7 separate regions of the Mus musculus genome follow, and regions 1, 3, 4, 5, 6 and 7 are each linked to region 2. Evidence: chromatin contacts called from public HiCAR-type and promoter capture Hi-C data. All regions are on one chromosome and are shown on one strand. Each heading gives the region's core, a stretch centred on a gene start, on an enhancer-like site or on the middle of the called end of the contact. The rest is flanking DNA. Distances are from core to core; before and after follow the strand shown.

Region 1 (3,815 bases), core at 832-3,331, 2.1 Mb after region 2:
CTCAGAAAGAAAAGTGAAGAAACAGAACATGGTAGAGGAAAAAGAGGGACAGAACTCCTGTGACAGAAGATGCCCTTCAAGCAGATGGCTCACCCAACAGTAAAGAGGGCTCTTCATTTCTCGCTCCCACTGGTTGATTGTTTTGTTATCCGAGACTGGACAAAGGCCCTGTGCGTGCTACGCGTTCCCCCTGTTACAGAACCACATCTGCAGCCCCCAACAGGGAAGCTTAACAAGAGAATCTATTCCATCCTGTCTGGGCCTTGAACTAATTTCTCCTAATGCTGGTTTAAATGACATAGCCATGCTGGACTTAAAACACTCACATTTAGCAACAAGAAGCAAGGAAACCTTGTCTTCAAATAAATGATAAATTTGTTTTTAGTTTAGGTACATTCCACATATTTTGTGTTTACCTAAAATTCATATTTAATTGTGAATCGTGTGTTTCATCTGACAATCCTGGATGTAGCCAAGACATGCAACACAGTTTCATCGTCTGCCTATACTTAAAGAGAAGGTAAAGGAGGGAGTTGTCTTGGAAAAGACAATGTACCTCACCTGGGTGTCACAGACATTAGACGACCAACAGCCACCTCCTCACAAAGGACAAACTTTTTAAAATGTGTTCTCTGCCTCTATCTTCCCACTGCCAGGATCACAGTGCGCCACCGTGCCCAGCGATTTTCCCTGCTAACATCAAAGTTCAGTACATCTCTTATCAATAAAGTCTCCAGAAACAAGAAGTTAGGAAAGTACACATGGCTCTTTATTTTAACTTCCTCAGTAATTTCACACTCTGCATACCCTCATTCACTGCATCCAACAGGATATTTCGTTTGATTTTATTGAACATAGGGTCTCACACACTGAATCTCTCAAAATGCAAAATTTTCTTGCTTCAGATTTTCAACATTTAGTTTTTAAAAAAAAAAGTGTCCACATCATTCCATGTATAGTTCATACATTCTTTTTCACAGCACGTGATTTGAGTATTCTAAATGAAGTATTCCACTCCCATTTTGAGTAACTAACCAAGCAAGTACATGTGAAGTCTACTATATAGAAGCACGATTGCAGTCCCTCCTGGGGCTGATCAGAAATACTGCTGTTTTTTCCAAGAGATAAGTTATATATTTATTATTTCTCTAATTGCATAACATATAATCGAACAAAATAAAGAAAAAAAAAAATAATGGGAAGGGCCATACTTCATACGTATCTTGAGACATCATCAAATTAACAAAAACATAAAACGACAAAAAAAAAAAAAAAAAACCACTTCATAATAAATCTTGACAGCTGTATGACCACTGTGTGTCTTTACGTGGGGGAGACAAAGAAGCAGAAAAGGGCTGGCTTTCTTTCTTCCTTTGTTGTTGTTTTTTTTTTTTTTTTTTTTTTCAAATGGGCTTTCAGAGAAGCGTGTTTTCTTTTTAAGGGAGGTTTAGCTGCGTTAAAGATACGTGAGAAGAACGTGAGCCATTATAATCCTCCCCTAATAAATTCCCTATTTAAAAAAACTTGACTCAGATGAAGGAGTCCAAAAAAAAAAAAAAAACATTTTTAAAGACGAGCAAATGGGCGGCGATTAAAATGTAAAGCAGCCTACCTACGCTTTGCCTCCAGCGCTTCTACTAGAGCAGCACCGTCCAGACGCCACGTCAGGCACTCAGACACCAGGAATCCACACTTCCATCTCGGACGGACGCGGAGACTGAAGCAGAGGCAGGGAGGGAGGGTTGCCCGGTGCGCGCCCTCACAGCCCAGCCCGGGCAGGACTTCACCTGAGAGAGCCCGAGACCTTCGGCCGCCCGCCGATAGGGTGACCGGACCCCGCCCCGCAGCACGCGGCCTCTCCCCGGCCCGAGACCTCCGCGCACCCACCTGTCGCGGCCTCCCAGCGGCCACACCCCTGGTGGCCCGGAGCGCGCGGCCCCGCCACGCCGCACCTCGGCGCGAGCAGCTCAGGTGGGCGCGGAGCTCCACGCGCGGCCCGCTTCCTGCATGACCCGGGCCGGACGCAGCAGGGCCGCTGGGTCAGCGCGCAGCCTACACCACCCAGCGAGAGGACGCCGACTGACCGGTCACGTGACGCGCCGGTCACGTGCCCCGCCGCGCCTCAGGCTAAAAGCGTTGCTTTGGCGACCTGGGGCGCTGGGAAGGCGGGGTAGCGGCGGCGGCCGCCTGGTAGACTGGCGCTGGGTGAGGCTGCTGGTAGACTCCGCCCGGCTTCACCTTCTCAGTGTAGAGAAAGGTAAACCTTCCGGTGCGCTAGCAAATGAAGTGGGAGCGAGAACTACGCGGTAAAACGTTTGTGTGTATGGACGAGCAGGGTTTTTTGTTTTGTTTTTTCTCTCACTCCCTAACCTAGAGAGACTCTGAGTGTATATGGTATGGATATGTAAATATGGTATTCATAATTTTTATGAGGATATTTCTGTCCATGTAGACAAGACGTATTTGACTCTACTTTGTCTACATTAAACTCATCCCTGATTATACCTGTACACTGGTGTTGTGACTTGTCCCCACCACAGTACTGTTGGTTGGACCCAAAGATTCTCTCAGAAGCTATCATTCCTAACTTTTACAATTTCTTGACATTCTAATTTTCCTAAGTCACATCTTACAGAAGGAGAGGTTTTGGCCACTGGCAGTTTTATTTATCCAATAATCTTTATTACACGGTACATTCAAGGTATTTTTTTTTAAATTCATGAGAGATTTGTAAGGCAATCCCTGCAGTACTCCACGATTTTCTATTGTCTAGAAGTAAGTCTGTTGGTTTAGCTAATCAGGTTACTCAGCATACTCAAATATGCTGGTCAGTTTGCATACTATGCTGTTTAGAGAGCAAACTGTCAGGAGACAAAACATCTGGATCCATGTAGCAAAGCAAAAAATGGGTCCATTCCTGTAGATCACCTTGAAAGCAACATTCATCTAGAAGATGGAATGGTGAATTTTTTTCGTGCAGATTTTTGCTGTGGGAAGCAGCAGCTACAACCTGAGAGAATCCTCCTGCCCTGGTGGCAGGCTTTCCTATAAGGCAGGACTAAACTTCCATTAGTGTCGTACATGGGCAAGAAGAGTCAATTAAGTGATTTGGGGGTGTGGGAGCCTGCCATCCGAAGTGACAAAGATTTCCAAGTTCTAGAAGTGTCTGAGTAGTTGTGGAGCTGGAAATATTATTTAGGCAAAGCTAGAGTCTCCTAACACAAGGATTCCCTACCCAAGAGATTTCTGAAGCCTCTCTTCATCTAAAACAAAGCTCTGAGTCCTGAGACCAAAATCTTGCATCTGTCCAAACAAGGGAACAAACAGGAAGTGGGAAGAAACCTCTGTACTTAGAAGGTAAAGCTGCTAAAATAAAGAAAAAAAGCAGTTGCTTTGAGGTGACCATTTGCTCAATGCAAGAAGCCTCGTGGCCTTTGGTAAAAATCCTCCTGTCTGTGCTAAAGGGGATGACTTCCCTCCTAGACTGTAGATCAGGGGATGCCAAGTGAGGCATGAGCCAGGGGGCCAATGTTACCCTACAACTAGTCACACTCAACTCTTCAAATGCTTAAGCACACGTTTATCAGTTACGGGTTCCTTGCAAACAAAAGATGCTGTTACAGTCGATGTTAGTGTGCATGTGTAATTTCTGCCCCAGGAGGTTTTCAAGAGATCAGGAATTCAAGGTCAAGCCTAGACTACATAGTTGACCTAAAAAAAAAAAAACAGTGACAAAATATACTGCTGGTGTCTATGATCATAATGGCATTGAACAAGGTGAATCTGAAGTGTGAGGAATAACAGAAACAAATTAA
Region 2 (3,593 bases), core at 431-2,930:
CACACACACACACACACACACACACACACAGTCACGTGACCCAGCACATTAGCACTCCTAAAAGCAATTGATTGCCCTCTGCTATGTGTGAGCTGGCATCTTTGTGACTATCAGGTAAATTACTTGGAGTCTACAACGAGATGGCTGGTCCTCACCAACCCAAGGCTATGAGTGTCATCTGAGAGCGTCTGAGGCCAAGACTTTCCCATTTGGTTTTACCCTGCCCATCTATTGTTTCCGCCAGTGTGTGTGAGTGTCCTCATTGATGACTTCTTCTGTTCTATTACTCTGAAGGCTCTGTGAAGGGACCAAAGAGATGGGGCAGAGGTGACGAGTGCTGGGTCCACTTCCAGAGGACCAGGGGTTCATTTCCCAGTGCCACATTATGGCTCACGACTGATCGTCACTCCAGTTCCAAGGGATCAGATGCCCCCTTCTGGCTTCATCATGCATGTCTCCCACATGATACACAGACATGCAGGCCCAAACCCATATACACAAAATAAAACAGCCCCGGGAAGCAGCTTGCACGTTGGAAAAGGAAATTTGGGGTGCCCTAAGTCTATGTTCCAGGACCATCATTATGTTCAGTTCACAATAACCCCTTAGAGTTATCCCCTTAGAGGCAAGAGCTGTGTTTCTGTGCCAACAATACCTTTATCCTGAACCTTGCAGGCTGTTTGGTCCCCTTGTCTCTTAAGTTGGCCTTTTGAGGACCAGTCAATGAGTCTGAGTCCTTATGGCTGCCCGGGGCTCAGTCGTTGATCTTAAAAGCTCTGGCACCATATATGCTATATGTATACATTTATGTGTAAAAATTGTAACTTTCGTATGAAGAATGTAATATTTCCATATTTCTAAGGTTAGTACAGTGCGGACTAAAGTTATGGCCAAGGACATATACAAGTTGTTTTACATATTCAGGACATCGTTCTTAGTGAGAGGATAAGAATGGCATTCTGCATCGGTAGGATACAACTTTAAAAATTTGGCCAGGGGGAGGCGGGGACTAACATGTAGGGCACTTTACTTGGTGTATTCTTTTGGTTTATATATACTGTACATATTTTTTTAGTTTCTCGCGTTTCGTGTTATCGTTTACATAGTTTTGAAAGGTAGTAATCCTAAGACAAAATTGCAAGCTCCTTGGATGTAAACTTCAAGTATTTAAGCTACCCCACCGTACACACTGCGCACCCTCTGACGGCCTTCTGTCTAACTCCGCAGGGTGCCCATTGCTTGTTCAATCATCCCCTTAAAGATCAGGCCTTAGGGAAGCAGCGCAGCGCTCAACAGTGAGGTACTCAGAGCCAAACTTCATAACGTGATCACACACGGAGTCATCGCGGAGGCTTCTGGAAAGCGTAGTCCAGAAAGGAGGGCCGTTAGGCGCATGGGCAGAGCCCTCGCCTGTCAGCTGAGGAACTTTTGTCCTTCGTCTTGCGGGGGACACCGAGCCCCGCGGCATCCCCCGATTTGAGGGGTTCTCCGATTGCGGCGGGCGGGCGGGCGAGCGAGCACGCGATCCTGTGGGGCGGCGGCGGGAGGAGCGCGCTGGGCGGGCTGAGGAGGGGAGGGGAGGGGAGGGAAGGGGAGGGGAGAGGAGGGGACATCAGCGGGAGGCAGGCGGGTCTGAGCCACCGCCCGGGTGACGTGGCACCCACTCGCCTTGTCCTCCCGCCACGTCGGCGTCCTCCCGCTTCTCAGCCATCCCCGGGCATCTGCAGCGGAGGCCGCTGTCACCGAGGTGAGAATCGCTCAGGGCGCACGGAGCAGGGCAGTCTTGCAGAGTGCTGTGGAACAAGCAGGGCGGGCTGCTGCTTTTCCAGCAGAGCCAGGTCCTTTCATCTGGGCCCCTCAAAGCTGTTCACAGAGGCTGTTTGGTTTACCCAGTACCTGCGGGTGGTCGTAATCCTCTATTGTTTAACTCTGCCGGGCTTGTCTCTTCCACGCAGTCCTGTCTGCGTCTGCTTTCCGTGCAGCCGCTGAGGACACAGCCTTGAAGCATACTTGATCATACCTGGAGTCTTCTATTCCTAAAACTCCTCCAGCCTCCTCTGGATCCCTTAGTGTGAGAGATTAATTAAGGCTCTCCCTCCCCATATCCCTCAGCTATCCTTTGTTAGACTGTTGAACAGTTATTTGGAAGTACAGTATTGCTTTTTAAAAAAAGGTCTTTCAGTATTAAATTTTCCTGAGAATCTGGGAATTATATACACTCACCCTCTAAGGGAATAGAAGTAAAACAGATTGGGGGTGGGGTGTCGATCTGGCCTTGGAGCTCCAGACTAGTTTGGAGCTGTTGAAACTCCTGCCTCAGCCTCCAGGATGCTGGGTTTACAGGTGTGTGCCACCCCGTCCAGCAGAGACAGATCTAAAAGATGAGAACTGTTGTTCATTTGTGTTCTCTGTTACGAAGGAGATTTCCTAAGGCTGATGATTGGCGCATTTGTATCTGGCCTTATACATTAGGCCTTTGGTATGCACCCGGCTGACTGGAATTAAGCATTTGGTTTTTTGTTTGTTTGTTTTTGTTTTTAATCTATATACACGATATACCTTTTTAGGGAATATGGTACTAAAACTGTTGTCTAATTAATTAATGACTTTATTTATGTATTTATTTGAAATAATGTCTCACTATGTAGTCCAAGCTGGTCTAGCTCTCGTTCTATAGCTTAAACCAGCCTTAATCTTGCTATCTGCCTGCCTCGGCCTTTACAGTGCTGGGGCTAGAAGTGTGCCTCACTCCATGTGGCTTCAAATTGCTATTTTTGAAGGTAATTTTGTTTCAAAGCTTCATTTGTTTCAAAGCTAGATTTGGCAGCCATGCAACAGTTCATTAAGATGTAATTTAATTTCACCCCACCCCCCTGTTTCAGCCTGTTTTGAGAGGCCAGTCAATTACAGGGATCTAAACCTGTTGTGTGGCTGTCAAGGCTTGACCGGAGGCTGCACAGAGGGTTATTCACCATGATTTAATTCCTTTCACTTTAAGAATAATAGCATTGAAACTAAGTCCCAATGCCGGTAGCAGACATAGCAACAGAACCAAAAGGAATCATATATAAGAGAAAATGGATCACATGTAAGGTTCTTGAAGAAGTGCTCCGTTTTCTTTTTGCTTTGAGAAACTGTAATTTAGGGAGAAGAAATGCCTGGTATTTGAAAGCTTTAAGATGACTTTCTAGCTTTGGAGGAATGTAATATTAACAGAAAAAAAATGTTACTTCCAATATAAACAGCCAAGGTCCCCTGTTTGCATATGTTACAGTTCCTTTGAAATGAATCTGTTCTTTGGTGTTTACAGGTTGGGTGCTTTTATCTTAGTCAGTAAGCAGACAGATGCTTTTCAAACAGACAGTAGAAATGTTTAGATTTAGTCAAAGACAAACACGCCCCAGGCTCATCAGGATGGGGAGAAGGCTCAATAGAGAGGCCAGTAGTACTTCATCCTGGTCCCTCTGATTGGGTCAGGACAGCTTCTCAGTATACAGTACTAAAATGCTGTCTCTAACTTTCTCACAGGAGACCTGGAGCTGTGGCCTATGATTTCCTAGGACTTCACTCTCCCAACTTTAGAGGGTAGAACA
Region 3 (3,503 bases), core at 918-3,417, 2.1 Mb before region 2:
AACCATCTGTACAGCTACAGTGTACTCATATACATAAAGTAAATAAAATCTTTTAAAAAAGAAATTAGGGCGTTATGATTTATCTGTAAGTCATAAGATACTTTTGCAAGGTTTTGGTCTGGTTAAGTAAGTTTTGAAGTGATCATTTTTTTAGGATTTAAAGGATCATTAGTATTTTAGTCATTGATTTTTTTGGCGGGGGAGGGGGGGCAGAGGAAGGAGGAGAGTGAGCCAGGGTTTCTCTGTGTGGCCCTGGCTCTTCTGGAACTCCCTCTGGAAAGCAGATTGACCTCCAACTCAGAGATTCACCTGCCTCTGCCTTGAGAGTGCTGGGATTAAAGGCAAGTGCCACCACTGCCCCAAGGTCCCCGGTTTGTTTTTCTGTCTGTTTATTTGTTTGTTTGTTTTAAAAACTTTCTTATGAAAAGCATTGGGAAGGGGTGGAGAGATGGCTCAGCAGTTAAGAGCACCGACTGCTCTTCTGAAGGTCCTGAGTTCAAATTCCAGCAACCACATGGTGGCTCATAACCATCCATAACAAGATCTGACTCCCTCTTCTGGAGTGTCTGAAGACAGAAGTGTCTGCAGTGTACTTACATATAAGAAATAAGTCTTTACAAAAAAAAAAAAAAAAAAAAAAAAAAAAGCATTGGGGAAAAAAAAGTCACAGAGCCAGACTACACAATTCAATGAACTTCCATTCAGGACAGAAGCTGTGGTGTTTTACACTGTCTCTCTCAGATATGTTTTTATGCACGTATCCTGTTGCTTTCAGAGGGACCCTCCCTATTACCAGTTGTATCCAGACTTAGTGCAGGATGGAGTGAAGACTGAGCTCTGAAGATCTGGTGAGGGGTAAAATATGTGTTTTCACAGGGGAGGCTGTCACTAGAACAAGTGTGGGTACATTTAAAACCCTCAGGCTGCTAAATTGGTTTCTTTATATCATCATCATCATCATCATCTAGATAATGTCTTGGGGTGATCCTTCTGCAAGCCTCTGGAGCGCTAGGATAATAGGTATGAGCCACCACCTCACCTATTCCTAAATTAGTTTCTTATTTGAAAAGCGGGAAGAGGTTAAAACAAAACAAAACAAAACAAAACAAAAACCAAACCTGGACAGGGTATCCCCTGACTGGGCTTAGGTGCTGTGTGCTATGGTGGGTTTGACTAACGGCAATACATCTTCCAATTTTTCATCAACAGCAGTTACTCTGATTTATGATCTTAGTCCTCAAAGCTGAGAAGCAATGGACACAACGGAAGTGAGTTAGCGCGGAGTCCTTGTGCATTCCTGACCCTCCAACCCATTCTCTTCGACTCACTACTTTTTTTGGCATGATTATATCCAGGAACAGGTCAAAGACTAAGGAAGAGAGCATCTCACACCTTTCAAACAAAGCGAAGAGAGAGTTCTTTCTGCAGCAGGCTCCTATGTCAGGATGACCAGACTGACTTCCACTGTCCTTGCTCACTGACCTAAGCGTATTCTCTCCTCAGAGTGCTTAGCTGTACACATTACATGTTTGTTGAATCCATTATCTGACTTCTCGGGACAGTGCTCTTTTTTTTTTTTTTTACCTTGTTTCGTACACTGATCCCAGCCTCCCTACCAAGTGTGAATCAAGGAGATCTTTCCTTCCCGGATTTTGGGTCAGAGCCCGCAGGAAGTAGGACTGCCGCGCATGTTTACTGAGTAAAAGATTTTAAAGAGTAAGAAGCAGCACGCCATTCAACATTCTTTGGATGAGGCTCAGAGGATTTAGGTCTCAAAACAATGGTCTTCTTCCCCAATTCAAGGTTAGGCTGCCTTGTTCCACACGGTCACCCCAGCTCCAAAAAGTGCCGAGGAACACGCTCCCGGAAGTCAGCAGGTGCACTGATTGGTCAGGTGTCTGTCCTCCCAGCACGGGTGGCCGCGAGTCGATACTCGCTGACCCCAAGTCTCCTCTCGGGGAAGCGAGGGACCCAGAGCCTCGCCATTCAGTGTCAGGAACGCGCTCTCCGCTCCGAACTCGCAACCCGAGCCCGAGCTCCACGGTCGGACTACAACCCCCGAGAGGCCCTGCGCGGGCGGCCGCTGATTGGTTGCTCGGCTGTGCGTGGGAAGGGGGCACCGGGCTCGAGAGTGGGAGAGACACACAGTCTGCGCGTGCGCGCGACGGGCGCGATGGCTGCGCTCGCCGGGTTAGGGGTTCTCGGCGCCGGGCGCCATCTGTGGAAACTGCCTGTGCGCCTGTCTGCGGGGCTCCAGGGCTGCGGGCCCCGGAGGGGCTACATCGCGGGCAGCGCTGAGGTGAGGACGCATGGGGTCTGCACTCGCAGGGCCTGCGGGCGGGAGGGCCGTGCGGGCCACTGAGCATCCTGGCCTGGGGCCGCCCTCCCGGAGACCGTGGAGCCGCGGAACCCTTCGTCCTTCCCGAAGCGGTGTCCGGGTGCGCACCTTCCACCCGCTGGAAGAGTCCTTGTCCGGAGAAAAACCAACCCCAGGTCAGCCTCGGGTGGGTTCGCAGCTCCTTCCCGCGCGTCAGGAATGTGCCTCAGCAGTTAATTCGTTTCCACTTCTGCTCGAAGTAAGGGTTCGCGGATTCTTATTTCTAAAAAGGTAACTGTTTGAATATGGCCAGTAAACTGTACGGCTCAGGTGTGCAGCCATCAAGGCAAAGGAACTGTTATCATCATCATCATCATCATCATCATCATCATCATCATCATGTGTTGTGTGTATGTGAGACAGAGGGAGAGGGAGAGAGAAAGGAGTAGTAGGCAGGTTAGAGAACAACTTTGGGGTTCTCACCTTCCAGTGTGTGTTATGTGGAACTCATCTTCAGCCTTGTTCAACAAACTTTTAACAGCTTAGCCTTCTTGCTGGGCTTTGATTTTTTTTTTTTTTAATGTGAGTTTCCAAAAATTATGAGAGAGTATGAATTCCATATTTTTATTTTTCAAACAACTAATCACTTCGTTTTGGCGCACCTGCTTCTCTCTCCCGCTTTATGGCTGTAATACTTTAAATCCTGGAGTTTTTATTATTTAAACCCTAAACTGTGTGGGAAGCTTTAAAAGAGGCGTTTTACACTGAACCACAGTGCTATTACCATGCCTAACACACTTCTCTCGACTTATTTTGAAATTATAAGTGAATAGATTTGTTGTGTGTTTGTGTGAGAAGCCACAATACGTTCCCTAACTGACCTGTAGACCAGGCTAGCCAAAAGTCCTTGCTGACCCATCCACCTGCCTCTGCTTCCTAGGTGCTGGTTTTCAGGCATGTGCCACTAGGCCCGCTTTCAGGGATCCAGAGCAGTGTTGCTTGGATTCACAATGGGACAGAAATGAAATTGAACTGCTATCTCAAGGGAAGTGCGTCCCAGCTATCCTTGGGGTCACACAACAGCCATTACTGAACCCCTAGAGGGGTCTAAGCATGGTGTTTATAGAGAAATCCTACCCTCTTAGCTTTTCAGACCTGTATGCTGATTCTCTGTGGGAAGAGTAAG
Region 4 (3,811 bases), core at 1,275-3,774, 2.3 Mb after region 2:
CAGAATTTGCACACCCATCTGCATGGGTTTACTTGAATTCATGTTATGTTTCAAACCCATTGCCATTAAAGAAAATAATTGGTGGCCTAGTCAGCTCAGTGAGCCAGGTAGGCTGGCACAGGCAGCACTGAACAAGAGTCCTCACCAAACCCCATGTCTCAAACAAGATGGAATGTGAGGTATGGCACTCCAGTTCACACTATTAAATTATGCAAACATGCATCAGCAACAGCCTACTTGGCACTCTGCTGCTTTTACAATCCCAAATCACGGGGTTATGATCTTAAACATTTATGAAATTGTTTAATAATCCTCATCTAATAATTTCAGGATGCTGTGGACTTGAGTAATTCTCTTCTCACTGCTGGGTGTAGGGCTGTAAGCCTGTAACCTCAGAGGTGAGAATTTCTCTCCAAATTCAAGGCCAGCCTGGTCTATATAGCAAGTTCTACACTAGTCAGAACTAATCCTGAGCTGCTAAAAAAAAAAAAAAAAAAAAATACAACCGCCCCCCCCCAATGCCTTTCTACAAATTAATTCAGAAAAATATTCTTGGATCAGATGAACTAAGCTCCCCCCACAGCCCCCCACCCCACCCCCTGTTCTCAATACATTCCTTTCCCTTTGCTAGATGGCTCCAGGCATGCCTGCGTCTTTTCTATTGTAATTCTACCAAGATAATTTATCTGTGTATTCCTAGCAGATTGCAGGAACTCACTATGAAAACAAAATTCACATACACTTTAGTTAAAGGCCAGCAGCATTTGTACTGGTGACTCTGTGTCATATATTCATCCAAATTGAAAAACTGGTGCTGGCGGGACAGTAGTGGCCCACACCTTAAATCTCAGTACTTGGGAGGCAGAGGCAAGTAGATTTCTGTAAGTTCCGGGCCAGCCTGGTCTACAGAGTGAGTTCCAGGACGGTCAGGGCTACACAGAGAAACCCTGTCTCAAACAAACAGAAGGAGAAAAAAGAAAAGGAAGAAAAAGAAAACTGTAGATGACGAAATGCAAAGCAGACATCTGCATTCACTTACACAACTGAGGGAGACATGATGGACCTACATAAAGTCTCTAGGGACTGAAGGCAAAAGTGGGGCACGTGAGGCCAAGCCAGGCTTAGAGCTGACCATACTGAATGAGCACAGTGGCTTTTTTGAGAGGCACACAACTCTGCTCAAATGGTAATTGCCCTCAAAACTAAAAACAGAAAAACCAGCACGAGGCAAACCTTATTATTAGATGTTTTTAAAGGTTTGTAAAACCCATGAACTTTACTGATAAAAGACACTGATTTCAGAGAAAGGAGCTTCAGTTACCAAGAACCAATCTATCCACCAAAACTTAGAAGAGAACCTTATTATCATTATAAATGACAATAGTTCTTACTCCCCAAAAGGGATTATTCGAAAGTCAGATACCATAAAACAACTCACATTCTCAATGAACTGGGTATTAGACAGCATGAGGAAGTCATTGAACACATTATGCAGACGACAATGTGTGGCTTTGGTCTCCTGAATTAATCCATCCACCTGCTTCTTGATTTCATGAGTCCTGGAGATAGTCTGCTGTGAGAATTCCTGTAGAAACTGTAGTAGCTATTTTGAAAAGAAACATACACAAGTATCAACACTACATGTGATTTAAAGCAAAACAAACAAACAAAAAACCCCTCCCCTTTTGCCCCTATGTTAAGAAAAAGGGATGATACTGTTGATCTAAGGTCAGGTGACCCTGGAAAGCATTAAGAAAGCTCATCAGATAAGTTTGTCCAGAACACAAAACCAGTATCACATTTCTACAGGGATTTAAAGCCCTGTTTGGTTGTCACGCTCCAGAGACCACATAGTGTGACAAAACACCCCAAATCCCACTTGTATGAAAGTTCTGAGCTCTTAGGTCCCGAAGTGAGCAGATCTACTCAAAAATATGTGCTGCCCCATTTAGCCCCAGTTCTAATACAGAAGGGCCTCCGTAGAGACAAAGCAGTCCTTGGAGAGGGCAGAAACAGAATCTGCTCAGCAGGATGGCGTGGAGGGCAAGGTTGAAAAGCCACTGCACGGAAGGAAACCCGCGTCTGCGCGGCAGAGTGCTGGGTAGAAGCCCACAGGGCCGCCCTCCCCGGTGTCTGAGATTGCGCCTTTGAATACTGGAGGAAGCGTGTCCCCGAGGAGGGGTAACTACAACTCTGTCCCTCCCTTGGCCCCGGGTCCCCCGCTCACACCGGCGTCAGCCGCCAGAGACCAGTTCTGACTGCTGCGGCGGATCTCCTCCACCGACCAGGGCCGTTCCCACACCGGCTCGGATGCCGGAGGCCGCTCCGAGTCGGGGCTCGTCCGGTTCATCTACAGCGAGAAGGACAAAAAGAAGAGCTGAGTCTGGGGCGAAGGATCCAGCCCTGCCCTCCTGGGCCGCCGTCCTCACCACGATGACACCGCCACTCAGCAAGCTCCAAAGTGACTACGGGAGTGGCTACTACACTGCCCACCCAGCGCGGTGGTAATCACATGGTTCACGTCACGTGATGGTGTCCTCACGTGACCTGGGGCGCAGCCTCTGATCGGGAGCTATGGGTTAGTAGCTCCTGGGTAATTGGGTTTGACCAGAGAGAAGGTGTTTAAGCGGCCAGCTAGTGCGAAAGAGGCGGAAGGTACCAGTGGGGCCCATGCTGAGGAGTCCCGTGGCCTACCAGGTGGGAGCTGAAGAGGAAGGAGAGCGGAGGACGACTTCCTGGATGTGCGGCGGCTTTATTGATTATGCATGTGATGTGAGACTAGCCCAGGGCCACAGTGACCCTCAATGTGTACATCTGCTAACCGGTTTGGTTTCAGTTCAATGTGGATCCGCTTGAAATTCTTGAAACCCTCAGCTGAGATTCAAGGCCGGGAGGTGGAGGGGTAGAAATCGAAATCCAAAGCTCCCCTGGCTGTCCACTAGCACTTCCTTGTGAACAGACCCCTTTCTGAGTTGGTCTTGCCCAGACTGACTTTTAGAAATAACCCCTTATCTTTCCTTTTTGTGTGCCCGAGAACAAGTTACTTAGCTTCTTCTATAAGCTTTCTTCTGCATATTAAAGAAGCAATACAGCCGGGCATGGTGGCGCACACCTTTAATCCCAGCACTTGGGAGGCAGAGGCAGGCGGATTTCTGAGTTCGAGGCCAGCCTGGTCTACACAGAGAGAAACTCTGTCTCGAAAAATAAAAATAAAAAAGAAGCGATAATAGGTGTTAAAACAGATAGTGCCTGGTATATGGTGAGTGCTCACCTTAGATCTTATCATTTCTCCTGTGCAGATTATTTTTCCAACTTTCAGATTTTGCTTTGTGGCCACCTCCGTTGAAACCTCATTAAAGATTTCTCTTTGGTATGCAACTAAGACAAATGAAAACCTGCTCAGGTAAAAATCTGCAAGAATTTTCACTGTAGTGTTGATCCATACCCAGAAAGCAGAAGCAATCTAAATGTCCATCAGGTGACGAATGGATAAACAAAATGCTGTAGAACCACGCAATTCACCAAAAGAAATAAAATGCTGATATATGATAGGGCATGAATTAACCTAGAAATACTTCAATTGAAAGAGGTCAGTCATATACATGAGCACAGGTTATTCTATTTATATGAAATATCCAGAATGGATCAATCCAGAGAGAGGAAGTAGGTTGGTGGGGGCCAGGGATTGAGGAAAGAAGGGAATGGGGAGTTAACTGCTTATGAGCAAGTAGTCAGCTGTGAACTAGTAAAGCCAGGGTAAAGGCTCAGGTTGGTTTCTGTAGCATTAGTGTGATTGTATCTGTGTTGCTGT
Region 5 (3,647 bases), core at 611-3,110, 2.2 Mb after region 2:
ATGGCACAGTGATTATACTGTGGAGGGATACTGGTTTCCTCTGGAGTCACATTCTGATTCACTACGCCAGAATTCTTATAAATCATGATGAACACGTATACACAGATACTTCTACTGTAGAGGGGAGTTTTCATAGTTCTAATATAAAACATTCTTAGGAAGCTTGAATTATGCAGATAGCTAACGCTCCTTTAAAAAAAAAAAAACGGCATCACAGGAAGAAACATTGTTGCTAAGAGCACAGTTGTTCTGAGTGGAGTTGCACAACATATGAACTAATGAGAAACAAACAACAGCAGCAACACAAGGACTGTGCTCCCAGTACTGTGGGTCAGAGCTGCAAGAGTACACTACGCAACAGTGGTACTGTTTGTATTTCACTACTCACTCTTACATCACTCATGGTAAATGTGAAGCCAGGTGATAGGGTATTTCCTAGCACATATTAGGCCCTGGGCTCAATCTGCAATTTCACAAAAACAAAACAAAACAACAGCATTATAAGAAGAAAAAGAAAAAAAAAACAGCATTATAGTGAAATACGCATAGGCAACATGTAATCCTTCAATGCACAGATCTGAAATGAGACTAACGTGCCTATAAGTAGAAGAAAATCAGCACAGCAGTAGGTGCATCATCAGTGGTACAAGAACTCCCAAATGAAGTTTGGTCCCAGTTAGTGGCATAATTTCCAATACACAAAAAGAACCGAGGGTGGTGACCATATCTGAAAGCAATTGTGTTGCATACTTTTTTGTTTGGTTGGTTGGTTGGGTTTTTGTTTTTGTTTTTTTCGAGACAGGGTTTCTCTGTATAGCCCTGGCTGTCCAGCCCTGGCTGTCCTGGAACTCACTTTGTAGACCAGGCTGGCCTCGAACTCAGAAATCCGCCTGCCTCTGCCTCCCGAGTGCTGGGATTAAAGGTGTGCGCCACCACGCCCGGCTGTGTCATACTTCTCAGCAAAGGAAATTAATGTAACAAGACAAAAGGTTGTGCTGGCCGGCTAAACCACAGCAGAATATTACATGGCCTAGTGGAAGCTCAAGTGGGCCAATGACCTAGCGTACTAAAACTGGGTCCATTGAGGCCTGCAAGCATCCTCAAAGTGGCCCGTGGTATGCATGAATGAGCACTGGAAAACCAATTGACAATAAAAACGTATAGTGATGTTTAATAATATAAGTAAATAAAACGATGATTAAATTGCTAATTTATCTTGAAAACTGTTAGAGAAAAATCAAAGTGAATTTCCAACATTTCTTTCATCTTTTGAAATGTCTAAAACCAACCAACAAAAGCGGCAATAACTGCACTCAAGGGGTAATTTCAGTACCTTGGCCTTTGCTTCCTTCTCGTCCACAGGAACTTAGTCACACGACGAGTTAGTTTTTAATTTTTCCCCCCAACATAAATATACCCACAATATGTTGCAGCCTTTTAAAAAGGTGACTCTTGTCCTTTTACAGATGTGTGAAAATCGAGCTACAGATTAGAACCACACTCTGGCCTAGGAGCGATGCACAAGTGCGGGGGTGCTGCCCTGGGGCCACAACCAGCAGGGACCACACTCAGACCCAAAGTCGGGTCAGCAGCACCCCGAGCCACGGGTACGACCAATTTGTCCGTGAGTCCGTAGGCAGAGAAGCACGGGTGTGACCAGGCTGCAGCTGAGGCGGGCGCACCGGGGCAGCGAAGACGCAGCAGGCCCTTCCACCACCCGCCCTCCCTCCGGGCCGCGCCGCGCCCCGCCCCGCCGCGCCCCTCACCCGCTCGCCCTCCGGTGGTCGCGTCCGCCCGCTCGCTCGCTCGCCTGCCCGCAGGCGGATAGGAGTTCGCGCGCCCGAGACGCCGGCCTACGCTGGCCCGCGAAGCTCCGGTCCCGCCCTTTGTGACACCGCTCACCAATCGCCGATCAGCGCTGCCGACGCCCTCCAATCAGCTCGCGAGGGGCGGGGCCTAGTCTTCCGCGGCTGGCGGTTGCTCGGACGCCGGGGTCGCACGGGCTTTCAGGAAGGGTTGTCGGTTAGAACTGGCCCGTATGTTGACTCTTTATAACTGGTTGCAGGACCCGTCTAGGGCAGGGTAGGAGACTGGAGACGGGGCACAGCGTCTGGGAAGAGCCGGCACCAGAGTGGCTGGGGCACTTCTAAGGTTCTTTGGGGATAGGAGGGTCTTTGGCATTTGTTATTTACTCATGGCCTAGGACACTTAAAAGGATGTCCATGCTAGTCACCCTTTTCTTGTACTCCACGTTCTCCTAACATTTCTGACTCAGTTGTGTCATCTGTAAAATGGGAACATTTCTATATGCCTTTTGCATTTGAGCAACTATTTGAAGATTATAGGTCAAACAGTCTCAACCTGAGCTCAGATCCCGTCCTACTTTTGCTGTGCACCGAGCTGAAGTGGGATATAAACTGACTGGCTTTCTGACTACACATGCCTTCCAACTAGGTTGGGCCCCTGCTGCTTCGGTTCCTTCATAGGAGGTTCAACTCAAGTGTTTTACCAGGAGGACTGCAGAGGACCATGAAAGCGCTCCCTCATAGTCAACTTGCAAAAGAACCCTGGCCCTGATCAGTCTTCTCCCACCCTCTCATTATCCTCCGAGACCTGAGCCACTAGTCTCCACAGTTTCAACTCCTCGGGACTGAGGTAGATGGTATGGTGAGGCCTTTTGTCAGCCTCTTGCTCTTAAACTCAGCCCATGACTGGGCTGATAACTTCCAACTCTATTGAGGCCAGAGCCATGATGGTAACATGAACAGAGCCTAGGAGGACAGTGCCTGCGCAGGACATCGTGATCACTCACAGCACTCACGTGCTCTAGCATCCAGTGGATGCGCTTAAATTTTATTTTTTTAGCTTAACATTTCATAACCTCATCAAACCATACATCACCAGTCATAACCTACCATTTTAAAGGGCAGACAAAAAGGTCTATTCTCAACAACAATCTTGCAATTTTAGTACTGAAACCATTTACAAAGGAGGAAACAAAAGCTATGAGAGGCAAATTTTTGCCTACAGATAAAAAATCCCATTTCCTGTCACTTCTGAATTCTGACTGGGGTAGCCAGATAATGTAGCCATGATGGAGGCTGTGTTCCAATAAAACTTTCTGCACATTATTAAGACAACAGAGGACCACAGTTCCCCTTACAAGATTGCAGACCCACTTTTTGGGAATTCAGTAGAAAGCTCTTCTCATGGGCTTAGAACCCATAAATGCATAACCTTTCACGTGCTAGACCATCACAGCACCCAGACCCACCGACAGAGCAAACCCTTCAGGTCTGGTGCCTGACCACTGCTCGATCTGCACTCCCTGCCCACACATGAAGCCACAAAGCAGTGTCTCCTGTTAGCATGAGCTTCCATGCACTCTTATTAAGTAAGAACAAACCTCTGTGAAGCGTTTATTTTTTATTTGTAATTTTAAGCATAATTAAAATCAATGCAGAAAAATATCAGCTACATTGGGTAAAGGAAGTGAGTGAGTATCTGCTTGTAAGCCCGTGAAGACAGCGTTAGGAGAGCACGTCACTACGTGAAAAACAGAATGGGAGGGTGAACTGTGAAGGCCCCGCATGCTGCGCATGCTCTACTGGCTTCCGAAGGCATTCAGGGGGTCATCAAAAATGCTG
Region 6 (3,784 bases), core at 804-3,303, 2.6 Mb after region 2:
AGATTCCTTCAACTGCTGAGCACCCTACTGCTAACCTCCTCAAAGGTGTTTATGAAAATGAAAGGCGCTGGCAAGGTGATGCGTTCCAAGTAGCAGGGTGTACAAAAATGTCCCGCAAGTAACAGAAATCCCTTCTATTTAATACAAGTAAGGGCCACCCATTCACGTGACTCACCTAACTGAAATCAGAGCCTGGGAGAACTGGCTTTGAAACAGGGTGGCCTGAGCTTGCAAGCTGGCTCCATCACACCCAGATATGTGTACCTATCTGCCCTCTCTATAAGTCAGTTTTCTCATCTGTAAAGTGGAGATAATGACAGTACCTACCTAGAGCTGCTGTGAAGAGACACTGAGGTAAAGGGCACAAGGTCTTAGCTAGTGTTGGAATCATGTCAGCACTAGCTGCTCTTTGTGCAAGTTCCTCCAAAGCCAGCCTTGAGGGACGTTCAGGATCTCAGGAAAGGTCTCACAAGGAAAAGTCTCAGGACAGACAGTGGTGGGGAACAGACCAGACCATCTAAGAAGACTCTGAGTCAAGCTGAGAATTAGTCAAGCCAGAATTTCCTGAAATGTGTTCCTGGCTGGTGGATTTTAATGACAAAATAGAATAGGATATCAAATCATACCAAATTAATTAAGATGACAGAGTCATTCTATTGTCATTCTCTCTTTTTAAAACACTTTTTGATTTTTTTTTAAAGATTTATTTATCATGTATACAGCATTCTTCCTGCATATACACCTGCTGGCCAGAAGAGGGCACCAGATGTCATTATAGATGGTTGTGAGCCATCATGTGGTTGCTGAGACTTGAACTCAGAACCGCTTGAAGAGCAGACAGTTCTCTCAACCTCTGAGCCATCTCTCCAGCCCAATATTTTTTTTTACTATATATTTTTTTCTTTTTCTTTTTTGTTCGTTTGTTTTTGTTTTTAAAGACAGGGTTTCTATGTGTAGACTTGACTGTCCTGGAACTTATCCAAAGTGCTCTTAAATACTAAGCCTTAATCCTCAGTATTTAAAATTAAGCTTTAAATTAAGCTCACTCTTAAGTACTAATTTTGAAAATACTCCTCAAACTTCCCAATCAAGAGATGTCTTGACTTGATCGCATCTTACATGTTTCTCTGACCGTACATGGAAATGTCCTGTTTCAGACACAGTAGATCTCAGCTCAGGTGGAAATGCTCAGAACCGAGATGCAAGTTACTCACACCGTTTTGTTTGTTCCTGCTCGAAAATTTTTAATCCCGGCACTGGGGAGCTAGAAGCATATGTATCTTTGTGAGTTCAACGCCAGCTTGGTCAACATAGTGCATTCCAGACCAACCAGAGCTTTAAAGTGAGGCTCTATCTCAAAAACAAACCAACAAAAACAGGAGAAATTTAAAGAATGTCAGATAAACAAAAGTGTGGGCACTTTGAGGATGGTTAGGAAGCTGAGAAAACACTGGTGGGTGAGGAATTTTGAGAAGAGAGAAGTGAAATTGGATGATGATGACGTATAAACTGCTCCAGCCTCCCTCAGATGATCCCTATGCCCCTCCAGGAATCTCAGCTTCTCTTCCATTGGGAAGTTGAAGGCACGGAATCAGAGTCCTCGGTCCAGGCCGCAGGCCCGTTGCCATGGCAATGCGCCGGTTCCTGCCGCCTCCCCGCCATCCCCGAAGTTCCCGCTCCTCACCACTGCTCCGCTTTGTCTCTCCACGTCAACACGGCCCTCATCGCCGTTTCCCTCACGCTTCGGGCCCCTCCTCCCAGCCTCGGCAGCAACAGGCTTCTTTCCACAAACCACTTCAGCTACCTGCGCTACCCTTAGCAACGCACATGCGCAATGAACCGCGCATGAGTTTCCCAAAGCTCCAAGTGCGCATGTACAAAAGGGAGCCCACCTCCTCCGCCGAAGCGCCGGGCGCGTAGGGACGCAGGAGGCGGAAGCGTAAGTATGACACGAGCGATTGGTCCGGAAAGGTGGGTGGGGCGGGGAGTCTTGACGACAGAGGGTTTGATTGGCGGGACCCTGGCTGTGGCATCTGTAGCTGAAGCGGTGGCGGGAAGGCTGCTGTGTGGGTTGATTGACTTTCACGTCGGTGTTTGGATTCGGCTCAGTGGTTTGAGTTGTGTTTTACTCCACCTCTCGGCCTGGAGCTGCAGCTGCGCCCCAGTGGACCAAAGCAGCAGGGATGGAGAGCCCAAACCTTGGGGACAACAGAGTCCGTGGAGAGAGCCTAGTTCCAGACCCGCCTTGGGATCGCTGGCAAGTTATTAAACCTCTCTCGGGCCTCAGAGGAGTCGCTCTTGTGTGGGTCTTCCTAACCTTTAACACAAGGTGGCACCTAGAGCTGTCGCCCTGTGGGAACAAGACTAGGGTGTACCCGATTCCTTGGCCGAACTGACTGGGGAGCTTGGAGGACAAGGGAGGTTTTGTGATGCAAGCAGGTTAGCCTGGGCCGGAAGGGACCCTCAGAAATAGCCCTATGACAAGTCACAGAGGAAGCTACTGTTGTGTCCGGGCTAAAATGATGCACGTATTTGCATGTCCCAAAACTTGGGCGCTCAAACACTTTTAAGGGCTGGGCATTTAACTAAGTTGGTAGTGTTTACGTAGTAAACACAAAGCCGAGGGTTCGAGCGACAGCACCGAATATCCGGGCTTGGCGGCGTCTGCCTGTGGAGGCAGGAGGATCAGAAGTTGAAGATGAGTCTCTGGTACGTCGTGGGTTCAAAGCTAGCCTATGGTACATAAGATTCCCGGCTCAAAAGCAAACAACAAAACTTTTTTTTTTTTAATGCTACTTCCTTTTTACAGATGGAGAACGGAGATTTTGAGCTCAAAGTGACTTTCTCTTTGGAAGATCAGCTAATAATAAGTAGCGAGCTGGGGTTTTGACCCATTTTGTTAACCTAACAGTTTTGTAGGGATTCCCTCAGGTTTCAGTTACCTTGTCTCCCTATAAGATCCTTCTAGCTGATACCTAACGCCAAATTCCATCTAAGAATGCCATGGTTCTAATTGTGGTTAGTCTCTAGGTCTTGCTTAGTGTCCCTATTTCCCTATTTGTAGAAAGTAGGTTGGGTTAGAAGGTCTCTCTAGAGACCCACTTTTTTTTCTTTATGTGTTTGTCTATATACGTAGGTGTTGGTGGAGACCAGAGGAGGTGTCAGGTTCACTGGCGCTGGAGTTGCAGGCAGGGTGTTATAAGCTGCCTGATGTGGGTACGGAGTCTCCTGGAATATGTGCTCTTAACCACTGAGCTATCTCTCCAACCCCTCACTTTTAAAATGTATAGTTTAGTGATTAAAATACACTGTACTAAACACTGGAGAGATAGTTCAATTGTTTAAAGCACTTACTGCTCTTCTGTAGGACCTGGGTTTGGTTCCCAGCACCCACAGCAGAGGCTCACATCCATCTATAACTTGGCTCCAGGGGATCTAAGTCCATTCAGGCCTCAGCACCTTCATGGTGCTCATAAATAAGAATAAATAAATTCTTTAAAGGGGGAAGAGATCCACTGCACTGGAGGTTTTGTGGGAACTATCCCCCCCCCATAACAGTATGGGAGAAGTATTAGGTGGGCCTAGGTTTCGGGGTCCACTCTGCAGGTGATTTGATTTTGTTATCACACAATTTGTCAATAAGAGTAAAATAATTCTTAGAGATTTATTTATTTATGTTATATATATGTTTTATATACATGGGGTGTGGGTGTGGGTGCTTTGTCTTGCATACCAGAAGAGAGCATCAGGTCCCATGTGATTACAGTTAGAAGATTGTGAGCCA
Region 7 (4,070 bases), core at 1,214-3,713, 2.0 Mb after region 2:
ATATATGTACACATTTTAGGATGCTTTTACATTAGTAGGCTTCTCTACAGGACCTTTAGTGTAAGCTGTCCCTTCCCATATACCCTGCTCTCTCCTGCTCCCATTTAATTCTCTTATCTTAGTTTCCCCTGGATGAGGCTATACATTTCCCCTTTTAATGAAAATAGATTCCTTTTTCACATAATATATCCTGATTACAGTTTTCCCTCCCGGCTCCTCCCCTCCCATCCAGATCCATTCCCTTTCTGTCCCTCATTAGAAAAGAACAGGCTTCTGAGAGATATTAAAATATAACAAAAGCAAATATGATAACAAGAAACAAAAATGGTCATATTGAAGTTGGATAGGGCAAATCAACTGAAGGAGAAGAGCCCCAGAATCAGAGACCCACTTATTCTCACACTCAGGAATCTCATAAAACACTGAACTGGAAGCCACACTATATACTCAGAGAACCTAGTATAGAGCCATGCAGGCTCTGTGCATGCCACTGCAGTCTCTGTGAATTCATATGTGCTTTGCTCCTGTGGATTTAAGGGGCCTTGTTTGTGTCTTCCATCCCCTCTGGTTCTTACAATCTTTCTGCCTCTTCTTATGTGAGGATTCCATGGTCTCTGGGGTTAGGGATTTGAGGGAGACATTGCATTTTGGGTTGAATGTCCCAAGGTCTCTCACTTTCTGCGGAATGTCTGACTGTGATTCTCTGTATTTTTTTTTAAGCTGTCTAAAATTAGGTGTGGTCCACACCTGTAGAGGAAAGTGACTACTCAGATACGTTTTCAGTCACTTCCTTGGCCAGCAGAAGCCAGGTCTGCTTTGTCCGGCTGAAGGGAGAAGGGGCAGGTTCATCCTGTTGCCATTGCACTGGACTGCAGAGGGTCCAGGGCTCTCACAGACACGCCGCTGCATGAGTCAGGTAATCATGCCACCAGCAAGGGGAAGTAAGGGCTGGTCCTCTCTCTTCCCTTCCCTTCTGCTTTTCCAACCACAAACACCTGCTTTCCTGGCAAGTTACAGGTTCCCCAATAACAGAGGACTAACAATAACTAAGGCCTGTGTCCAGCTTCTCTGTACCTCACAGTGTGCTGAACTAGGATATGAGCAAAACACAATCCCAGCCCCCAAGCAGCTCATAATATGATGGGAGAAATGACGACAGAGCAGATCCCCTTGGGACAGATGACAATGTGACAGTAAGTGTGAGCAGCGGTGATAGGGTAGCAGTCAAAGAGAGGCAAACAGATTCACAGAAGAAACAACATCTGGGAAGGAGTTTGCACAAGATCTAGAGGTACAGAAGGAAGGCAGGAGAAACCACCCAGAAGGGAAGGGAATGTGCCAAGGATCTGTGGAAATTAGAAGATTCAAAATTTCAGAAGAGAGCTCACTTAGACTGTGGCATGACCAATGTATGGAATGTAGTCATTCCATCCAACATGAGCAGGGTATTATCGAAGGATTTTGTAGATTTAATTGTTATACATTGTCTCACTTGCTAGGTGAGCCCCATCCAATCAACTGGAGGGCAGGAAAAGCAGAATGGAAAAAAATAACCAAGAAGTAGTAGCACAGTTTATTACAGACAAATTAATGCTGCCCATTGTTCCACTGTAAATTAAGGAGGGTGCATTGACCGCCTACCTTCTAGTGACCAGCTGCTTTCCCTTCTCTCTATGGCAACAATGTTATGCTTTTCTGAGCACAGTGGGATAGCCCTCCTCACCTTCCAGCAATCACTCTCCTTAAGGTTTCTTTTCTACCTTTACCCAAAATGCACAGGTAGGCTCTCACTGAAGAGCATCCCACTCTTCCCTAAGACTCTCAGTCTTAACCAACTCCTTAAGCCATCTCCGGACAAGACAACCTCCTTTCCCATCACAAGTCCGCTCTCAGCAAGCATGCCATTAAAGTTCCAGACAGTCCCACAGGTGCAGATTAGGAGTCGCCCACTCGGGCCACTACTTTCTAAGGCTGGTTCCCAGTACCACTAACCATTTCCCCCAAGTTTGCTCCCACCCCGCGCCTCCCAGTACCTTGCCCAGAGAGAGAAGGTTTACTCATTTTGTGAAGAAACCAACATTCAAGTTTCCTTGGGGTCCACCGTGGAGCTACAGGTACTCTCCTTGTGGGCTTCAGACCCCCTGCTCTAAGTGTAACTATTGCATACGCTGTGTGCTGCAACTGAATGAGGACACAGGTAGTTCTTGAGCTGACAGTGAGGGACACTGAAACAGGCAAGAAGCCATAAAGATGGAAGAAATAAGGGATTAATTGACTAATGAAAACAAAAATGCATGAGGGATAAAAGCTAGGTAGAGATGGGGCAGAGGAACAAGGGCTTCAGCCTATCAGAGATCACTGTCCCTCCAGTGCCACAGGAGAGAAGGATGCGTTGGAAGGTGGGGTCCTGGGACTGGCCAGAGACAGGGGCGGAGCCAGCGCCTGAAGGCAGGGCCGGTCGCAGGGTGGAGCCAGACCCAAGCGCAAGGCTGGCCCGCTGCTGGCCACTGTGGCAGGGAGCTGCCGCGAGTGACAGGGTCAAGAAGTTGGTGGGCTGCCACGCCGAGCTTCGCGGGCTCCTGCTCCCACACCAGCAGCACTCACTTGCCCGGAGTCATGCCCTCCTACACGGTCACCGTGGCCACCGGCAGCCAGTGGTTCGCGGGCACCGACGACTACATCTACCTCAGCCTCATTGGCTCTGCGGGCTGTAGCGAGAAGCATCTGCTGGACAAGGCATTCTACAATGACTTCGAACGGGGCGCGGTGAGAATGCGCGCTTGGGACCGACGGCTGGCAGCAAAGAGCGGGAGGGCGGCGGGGCAGGACAGGCAGGCACCTGAGAACTGTCTGTCCCAGCGCGCTCGTGACCCTATGTGAGCGCATCTGGGGATCTGATGCAGCGCCAGAGTCGGTGCATGCCAGGGCAAGCGAGGCACCCTAGACTTCCTGATGACTCGGGTATCTTAAGGGACAAATGACTTCCAATGTGGGGGACTGATGTGGCTGGCCTCTTATGTGAGAGATGGCACAAACTTTCACCAACAGGACCCAGAATTTGTGAGAGGCCCCTTCACCTCGGGAGTTCTGAGGTCCTAGTGCCCCAGAGTCCAGTACCACTGCAAAGCATAGAAAGCCCTGTTCGACAGCTAGCCATTTTGTGTAGACAGTGTAAGTCCAGGGTAAGTCAGAGATCCAGGATCGGGAGTCAACTTGGGCATAATCACTCTTCTATCCCTACTGTGGACCTTCGTTTACCAAACTAAAAATTGGTTAGGTTTAATCTTACCCATGAGTCATGAGGGAGCCCAGTCCCATTTGGGGGCTAGGAATGAGTCCAGGGATTGCCCCCCACACTTAGGTACCCTACATTTCCTGCACTCAGTCCCAGTGGAGGAATGTAAAGGAAGGAAGGTCTGGCCCGAGCAGCCTTTGGAAAGACTGTCAGCAGGGTGCGTGCAAGAGGACACTTCCTCCCTGAGTATTAGCTTCTGAAGGAAAAAAGGAAGAAAGATTTCCTTTCTTCCCTCCTAATACAGACTTTGGAGTCTGGCAGCCCCACAGGCACTGTGGGAGGCCATTCCGTTTGGATGCTGCTGGTGTGTAAAGTCTAGCCCCATGACTTTCTCTTAACACAGGCAGGTCATGGTTTTCAGTGACCCACTAAGTGCCTAGTACATCAGACTTGCTCAGTAAGTGAGTCTGTAATAGACAGGCACGCTGCAGACCCTTGGGGTGGGGGTGGGGGGTTCCTCTTCCTTCTACTACCTCCAGGTCTAAACTAGGCTTAGGTTTGATTTTACCAGGCTGCCTTCTTATCATTTAGTTTACTATTGAGTCGACCCACATGAACTTGCTTAGAATTAACCATTTGTGATAAGCACAATGACAATTTCATATGCTTCCACTAGATAGATCTGTTCAGCCTAAACCAAGGAAATGATAGTTAAGCCCTTTTCTGGGTCCCAAACTCTAAGCACGACGCTTACATTCCTATCCTGGGACCTGGTACTTTGCCCTGATTAGCAAGCTTCTAACCAGGCTTGAACAAGCAAGCGTGGGTGTTGACC

Evidence for each region. Promoter capture Hi-C pulls out the DNA fragments that hold promoters and counts their contacts. HiCAR-type assays count read pairs that join an accessible place to other places.
Region 1: a promoter capture Hi-C map of liver shows a contact between it and region 2, with 6 times the contacts expected there. The contact joins the promoter of Marchf8 here to the promoter of Zfp9 in region 2. A contact is called at or near these places in 7 of 39 promoter capture datasets (the 3T3-L1 cell line, cranial neural crest, hippocampal neurons and 2 more) and 1 of 115 datasets of contacts at active chromatin or transcription factors (astrocytes).
Region 3: a contact with region 2 is called in a promoter capture Hi-C map of hippocampal neurons, with 4 times the contacts expected there. The contact joins the promoter of Hdhd5 here to the promoter of Zfp9 in region 2. A contact is called at or near these places in 2 of 39 promoter capture datasets (cranial neural crest and hippocampal neurons) and 1 of 115 datasets of contacts at active chromatin or transcription factors (astrocytes).
Region 4: a contact with region 2 is called in a promoter capture Hi-C map of liver, with 6 times the contacts expected there. The contact joins the promoter of Washc2 here to the promoter of Zfp9 in region 2. A contact is called at or near these places in 4 of 39 promoter capture datasets (the 3T3-L1 cell line, cranial neural crest, hippocampal neurons and 1 more), 1 of 484 Hi-C or Micro-C datasets (uterus) and 1 of 115 datasets of contacts at active chromatin or transcription factors (embryonic stem cells).
Region 5: a HiCAR-type map of astrocytes shows a contact between it and region 2, with 5 times the contacts expected there. The contact joins the promoter of Zfand4 here to the promoter of Zfp9 in region 2. A contact is called at or near these places in 2 of 39 promoter capture datasets (cranial neural crest and liver) and 1 of 115 datasets of contacts at active chromatin or transcription factors (astrocytes).
Region 6: a promoter capture Hi-C map of liver shows a contact between it and region 2, with 5 times the contacts expected there. The contact joins the promoter of Mbd4 here to the promoter of Zfp9 in region 2. A contact is called at or near these places in 4 of 39 promoter capture datasets (the 3T3-L1 cell line, cranial neural crest, hippocampal neurons and 1 more).
Region 7: a promoter capture Hi-C map of liver shows a contact between it and region 2, with 8 times the contacts expected there. The contact joins the promoter of Alox5 here to the promoter of Zfp9 in region 2. A contact is called at or near these places in 2 of 39 promoter capture datasets (liver and pre-B cells).

What each region holds. Positions count from the first base shown.
Region 1 is chr6:116,336,288-116,340,102 of GRCm38.p6, reverse strand. Marchf8 (membrane associated ring-CH-type finger 8) reads right to left here and starts at 2,081. Exons shown (of 8, transcript NM_001302383.1): 1 at 1,888-2,081; 2 at 1,613-1,717.
Region 2 is chr6:118,477,360-118,480,952 of GRCm38.p6, reverse strand. Zfp9 (zinc finger protein 9) reads left to right here and starts at 1,680. Exons shown (of 6, transcript NM_011763.2): 1 at 1,680-1,747; 2 at 3,529-3,593.
Region 3 is chr6:120,529,963-120,533,465 of GRCm38.p6, reverse strand. It overlaps Hdhd5 (haloacid dehalogenase like hydrolase domain containing 5), which reads left to right and starts at 2,167. Exons shown (of 8, transcript NM_144815.2): 1 at 2,167-2,299. The coding sequence starts at 2,174.
Region 4 is chr6:116,206,746-116,210,556 of GRCm38.p6, reverse strand. It overlaps Washc2 (WASH complex subunit 2`), which reads right to left and starts at 2,524. Exons shown (of 31, transcript NM_026585.3): 1 at 2,430-2,524; 2 at 2,228-2,350; 3 at 1,439-1,603. The coding sequence starts at 2,350. It overlaps 9530062K07Rik (RIKEN cDNA 9530062K07 gene), which reads left to right and starts at 2,564. Exons shown (of 4, transcript NR_131013.1): 1 at 2,564-2,655; 2 at 3,300-3,403.
Region 5 is chr6:116,262,432-116,266,078 of GRCm38.p6, reverse strand. Zfand4 (zinc finger, AN1-type domain 4) reads right to left here and starts at 1,860. Exons shown (of 10, transcript NM_001309446.1): 1 at 1,767-1,860. It overlaps Washc2 (WASH complex subunit 2`), which reads right to left. Exons shown (of 31, transcript NM_026585.3): 31 at 3,408-3,647. The coding sequence ends at 3,605.
Region 6 is chr6:115,851,610-115,855,393 of GRCm38.p6, reverse strand. It overlaps Mbd4 (methyl-CpG binding domain protein 4), which reads left to right and starts at 2,053. Exons shown (of 8, transcript NM_010774.2): 1 at 2,053-2,257. The coding sequence starts at 2,184. Ift122 (intraflagellar transport 122) reads right to left here and starts at 1,866. Exons shown (of 29, transcript NM_001167763.1): 1 at 1,685-1,866. The coding sequence starts at 1,725.
Region 7 is chr6:116,459,571-116,463,640 of GRCm38.p6, reverse strand. Alox5 (arachidonate 5-lipoxygenase) reads left to right here and starts at 2,463. Exons shown (of 14, transcript NM_009662.2): 1 at 2,463-2,766. The coding sequence starts at 2,617.